Linked DNA regions of Sus scrofa: region 1 is linked to region 2. A link is a contact called in public Hi-C data. All regions are on one chromosome and are shown on one strand. The core of a region is the stretch at or near the end of the contact, and the rest is flanking DNA. Distances in the headings are between cores, read along the strand shown.

Region 1 (2,700 bases), core at 72-2,571, 90 kb after region 2:
GGGACTGGAAAATGCTTCTGTTTCACTACTATGGCATTTTTGAGGTCCTGTGTAAGCTTAGTGACGGAACACGGCTAGAACAGCCATCAGTGCAGCCACAGGCTTCTCAGAGGTCTTTCCCTGTTAGAGGATTCTGGAAGTCACCCGGATGGAACACCCAGCACCCCACCTGGGCCGAAAACAGTTCTAGGTCTTTGTGCACCTCACTGCCTAGAAGTAGCTGGGCATGGCACACACAGAGAAATTCATAAAGGCGTAGGGATGGAAGCTGCCATTGTGGCTCAGCGAGACCAGCCTAGTACCCACCAGGGTGCAGGTTCCATCCCTGGCACCACTGGGTGGGTTAAGGATCGCATTGCCAAAAGCTGTCGTGTAGGCCTCGGATGTGACTTGGATCCCTCGTGGTTGTGGCGTAGGCAGGCAGCTGCAGATTCAATTTGACCCCTAGCCTAGGAACTTCCATATGTTGCAGGTGCCCTAAAAACAAAATAAAGTCTTGGAGACAAAAGAGTGAAATACTTGTTAAGAGATGACCAGGAAGCTTGGGCCGGCAGATCTGTGGTCCCCTTGGAGAGGAAGAGGGACTCTTCAGAGGCAGAAAGAGCCCAGAAATGGAGAGGGCCGCTGCCCGGCGGGTTCAGAGAGGGCTTCAGAGCTGCAGCCGGGGCCTGGGTGCCCCCTCGGGCAGCCCAGCCTCGTCCTGAGCTCTCCTGGAGCTCCTCTCCCAGCCCCAGTCCCTGTCGTCCGCAGACCCAGCCCTGGGTAGCTGGCCGAGGGCGGCCGGCCTGGGAGGGGGGAAAGGGAGCGGGCAGAGGGAAACGGGCTGGGGGCAGGAAGCCCCGTCCGCCTCTGCCTCCCTCACCCAGAAAAAGTCCGCCCGGGGCCAGAGGGAAACGGCGGGGCCCCGAGCGCTCGGCGAGCTTGGAGGTGGGTGGGGTCCAGGTTCCCACGCATCCCGAGGGGCCGAAACCCCAGGGGAACTCGGCGGGGGAAGCCGCGGCCCCGGGGGCGGGGAGATTCTCGTGGGCGCCCAAGTTCCGACTCCTCCGATCGCGCTCCGGCTGGGGGACCCTGGGCGGCTCCGCGCGCTCCCCGGGCCCGGCTGGCACCTCCGGGACATGGGCAATCGCCGCCCCGCGCGGTGCCGACGGCTGGGCGCGCGGCCGCGGGGAGGGAGGGCCGGGGGCGCCGAAGGGGTTAAGGCACCTGGGCCGCCGCCTACCCTCCCGGCCCCTCCTCCGGCCGCGGGGAAGAGGAAAGCTGCGGCGGGGGCGCGGCCGGGCCTCCGCCCCCGCCCGCCCCCGTCCCGGTCCGGGTCCCCGCCCGCCGTCCCCGAGCCGCGGCGCCCAGAGCTGCGACCCGCGCGCCCCGCTCCGCCGCCGCCCCGGCCTGGGCCGCCATGTCTCTGTGGTGAGTGGGGTCGTCGGGCCGGGGAGCCTGGGCTGGGGGCGCGGGGACCCCGGGCTTCGCCTCCCGAGGCCGGGGGCCCACGGGGGGGATGCTGCCCTGGGTGTCCCCGGGGCTGGCCTCAGTTTCCCGGGCACAGATGTGCCGGCGCGGCGGTGGCCGAAGATGCCCGGCCGTGCGCGGCGCCTGGACCGGCCGGTCGGCGACCGGGGACCGCGGGACCGGTGCTCTCAGCCCTCCCCGGCGGCCCCCCTGCCCCGCGGCATCCACATCCCCCTCGAACCCGGGGAGTAGGGGACGCACGATCTCGCCGGCAGCTGGGTCTCATCCATTCCGAGGGCCTCCTGTGTCCTGGGCGGCCCCCGGCCTCTACCCATCGAGTGGCTCTCCTTCCTCTTGGGGAGCTCGGGCCTCCGCCTGCCTCTCCCCCTCTCCTCCCCTCCCCTTGGGGGCTTTTTTCCTACTCAGGGAGTGGGGAGGTGCAAGTGGAAGGGCCTGGGGGTGGAGGGGACGCCTCGTCCCCCCCGTGCTCCCCCCGCCCCACGCTGGGGTGACCCCTGCTGGACTTGCACCAGTCCCGCTTCACCGGAGCCAGGGTGTGGGGGACTTCAGCAGAAACCTCCAGGGCAGGAGACCTCTCTCCCGGAGGGGGTGGGGTCACGCCCCCACCTCAGCACCTAAGGTGATGTCTCCCCTCCAACTCTGTACACAGGAAACCTTGGGACCCCGGGGGAAAATGTCATTTCCAGGGGGCTCAGCCTTCACTGGCCCTGGGTGCCTGCATCTTCGACCAGCCCCCAGGCCGCTTCACAGGGTCCCTGTCTTAGCACCTTGCAGCCCTTCCCATGGCCCCGAGTCTGCCCTGCTCAGGGCCACCTCCTTGCTGGCCTGGCCCTGCGAAGCCGCACTTTTCTGGCTTTTGCCCTTTCCCTGGCGCCCCCAGCTGCCGTGTCTCCACAAGAGTGACCAGGGCAAGTGGCCTGGCCACCCCCAGAGTGTGAGCTGAGGACAGAGGGTCCTGGGGTCCAGGAGTTCAGTGTCTAGGACTCAGGGACCCAGTCTCGGCAGCACTCCTGACAAAAAAAAATTCTGATTTCTGCTTCCGAGAGGAGGGCGGTGGGGTTACCTCGGCATGAGGGTCCCTGGAGAATGGGTTCCAACTGTGCCCCTCCCAAGGCAGCAGAGCTGGGGGACTTCGCCTCTCCTAGTGGGGTCCAGACTGGGGGTAAGGGGACAAGGGACATGAGAGGAGAGGCCCAGCCCATTTTCAGGCCTCTGTCAGCCCTGAGGGCT
Region 2 (2,700 bases), core at 185-2,684:
TCAGGCAGGACACCAGCCAAGGATGGTTCACTGTGGCCTCCACTTGGGATGTGTGGAGAAGGGGGACGAAGCTGGAGAGGTGATTTTGGAGCCAGAATATGGAAAGTGGACAATCTGGGACACCCTGAATAGCTGTGAATACCACTGACTATTTGTGAGCCCAGGAGGCCTGTGAACAGAGCTGTGCTCTAGGAAGATTGATCTGGCACCAGCGTTCAGATTCATGGGGAATCCAGAAAGCTTGGGGTTTACTTAAGAGCCAGTAGCTTCTGAGTGCTTACTGTGTGCAGGACGGGGCCAAGAGCTTTACGAGCTTCCCTGTGTTTGTTCTTCATACTCACCTCTGTCCTGTAGGTACTATTATTAGCCCTGTTTATTGGATGAGAAAACCAAAGTTCGCAGAGGCTCGTCCACTCACTCAAGGTTACAGGGGCAGTAACCGTGGTTGGAACTGAGATTGAAACCCAGGCTGGTGTGAGAGCCTGCGTTCCCCCCCCCCCCCCCGCCCCCGCCTCTGCTGTGCACTTCAGTGGGGGGGTGATGCTGACCTTGGCCCATGGCTGGGAGATCTTCTACAGCAGGTGCTCCTGGAAGTGGAACTCACAGCAGTTGGTCAGTAAGAGGCCATGTCATTAGGAACTGAAAGCTGGGGACCCTGACCCTTAGGTCGCTGGGAGGGTGGTGATACCATTAACGGAGTGGGGAACACAGGCTTGGCGGTGGGGGACATCATGGGTAGGGTGAAACTTGATTTTATGTGAGAGGCCCGTGCCATTATCTGGCTGGAACAGAACATGATGGGGTCTAGATCCGGTCAGTTTCTGAGTGGGCCTCCTGCACGTGGCCTCGCAGTCCCATTCCGCAGAGACGTGTGGAGTGCTTGGGCTCTGACCTCTCTTGTCGTTTTCACTTTTTTTTCTTTTTGGCCCCACTGGCGGCATTTGGAAGTTCCCAGGCCAACGAGCAAACCCACGCTTCTGCAGCGACCTGAACCACCGCCGTGGGATTCTTAACCCACTGCCACAGTGGGAAGTCCTGTGACCTCTTTTCGGCCACTTTAATACCCACCCTGTGAGATGGTTGGCCTACCTTGGATGTGTGCTCAGAAGCTGCTTCAGAGCACACATCCAAAGAACCAACTGCTCTCCAGGAGTTTACCTCTGATGGGTCACTCCCTGTGTTCAGCTTGCTTGGCATGGTGTAAATTCACGTTGAACTCCCTGTTACCTGATGAGCAAAGAAACGTCTGTTTTTTGTCTGTGTTCCTTGCAGGGCCTTTCCGTTATTTAACCAAGTCAATAAAGAAACCAGTGTTTCCCAATGAAGACTTTCGCTTTGTGCTGGTTCTAGATGCTTTTCCTTCTGTAACACACCTCCTATGCTCTCATACCGTGGCGGGGACGAACCACCCAACAGGCTGACTCATGGCTTCTGCCCTCGTTTCCGCTCTGGTTTCTATGGAAACAGACATCAGATGGCTCAAAACACAGTGAGGGCTCGGAGACACCTCATGATTCCAAGGCGTTTACAGACCCTATTTGTCCAACATCTGTTTCCATGGAAACAGATGCAAAAACGGTCAGCCGGTGCTCTACAATAAACTTTTTTTCCCCTCTTATCTAATATTTTACAAATACTAAAACAGTGCTTGGCTTTTTCCTGTTATCACAGATTTTTGCAATAATGGGATCTTTTATGTAGTGTGAGGCGTGCATATTTCTAATTTTGACCTGTTTGATAAATCCTTGTACTTAAATGCATTCTGCATTATTTCATTTTACAGTTGTTTATTTAATAAATAAGCTCATTTCTGCTTGCCCAATCAAATCAATATTACTTGGCATTCAAAGATGAAACACTTAGTGTCTTAGGCCTGGGAATATGACTAGAGAAAAAATAGTCCCTGACCTGCCATCTCTTCCAACTTCAGAATTCAAGACGTGGGTGCTCCAGGTGGTAACTGAGGTTCTTGCTTGTGTCCGTGTCACTTGATTGTAAGGGCTCAGGGTCCCTGTTTGACTCAAACTGAGCCATTTTGTATCCAATAGAATACATGTGCCATGTATGTTACCTCAAACATGGAATAGGTCTTTTATATAAAACATAGAAATAGAAGCAATTGTCAGTTCATAGTGAGCAAAATGAGAACTGTACCATATTTAAATTTGTAGAATAACGAGAACTACGAAAGGGGCAGATACTCCTTAAGCTGTTGGCATGCTTGGTGTATTCAACCTAAGCCATAATCTGCTGCTAAGAGTAGACAGATGAAAGTGGCATCTTTAAAGGGGAAAGCAGAGCGAGTTTACCTGAAATAGAAAACACCAGAAGTGAAGTGAAAGTTAACGCTGCTCTGTGGTATGTGGGAGACACATGCCGGGGGTTAGTCATGCAACGCGTGTTGCTGCCAGTTGGCTGGTTGTGTGCTACTTTTTGGCATTTATTTTGATTTTACCTTTCACGATGCCTTCATCTGTTATTTTATTTTTTTATTATTATTATTTTGTCCATGGCTGCAGCATGCGGAAGTTCCCAGGCTAGGATCGGACCCATGCCACAGCAGTGACCTGAGCTACAGCAGTGGCAAGGCTGGCTCCTTAACCTGCTGAGCCACCAGGGAACTCCTCTCAGCTCTTAATTTCAGAAACCTTATTTTTTCTGGCCAGCCAGGTAGTAGTGTTGTAAGGAGTAAGTGGAACC

The links. A called contact is a pair of places that touch in the nucleus more often than the background predicts.
Region 1: a contact with region 2 is called in a Hi-C map of embryonic fibroblasts, with 1.9 times the contacts expected there. The contact joins the promoter of B3GNT7 here to the enhancer-like site in region 2. A contact is called at or near these places in 1 of 5 promoter capture datasets (liver), 17 of 47 Hi-C or Micro-C datasets (alveolar macrophages, blood, brain and 9 more) and 1 of 2 datasets of contacts at active chromatin or transcription factors (skeletal muscle).

The regions. Positions count from the first base shown.
Region 1 is chr15:132,126,065-132,128,764 of Sscrofa11.1, forward strand. It overlaps B3GNT7 (UDP-GlcNAc:betaGal beta-1,3-N-acetylglucosaminyltransferase 7), which reads left to right and starts at 1,322. Exons shown (of 2, transcript XM_003483754.4): 1 at 1,322-1,410. The coding sequence starts at 1,400.
Region 2 is chr15:132,036,292-132,038,991 of Sscrofa11.1, forward strand. All of the region lies in intron 18 of ARMC9 (lisH domain-containing protein ARMC9), which reads left to right. Among named protein-coding and RNA genes, the nearest start is that of B3GNT7, 90 kb to the right of the region's middle. Within about 2 kb of position 1,435, at least 21 of the 83 cell types and tissues checked have an H3K27ac peak or open chromatin away from gene starts, as enhancers often do. A contact at or near this core is called in embryonic fibroblasts and omental adipose tissue, where this site is marked.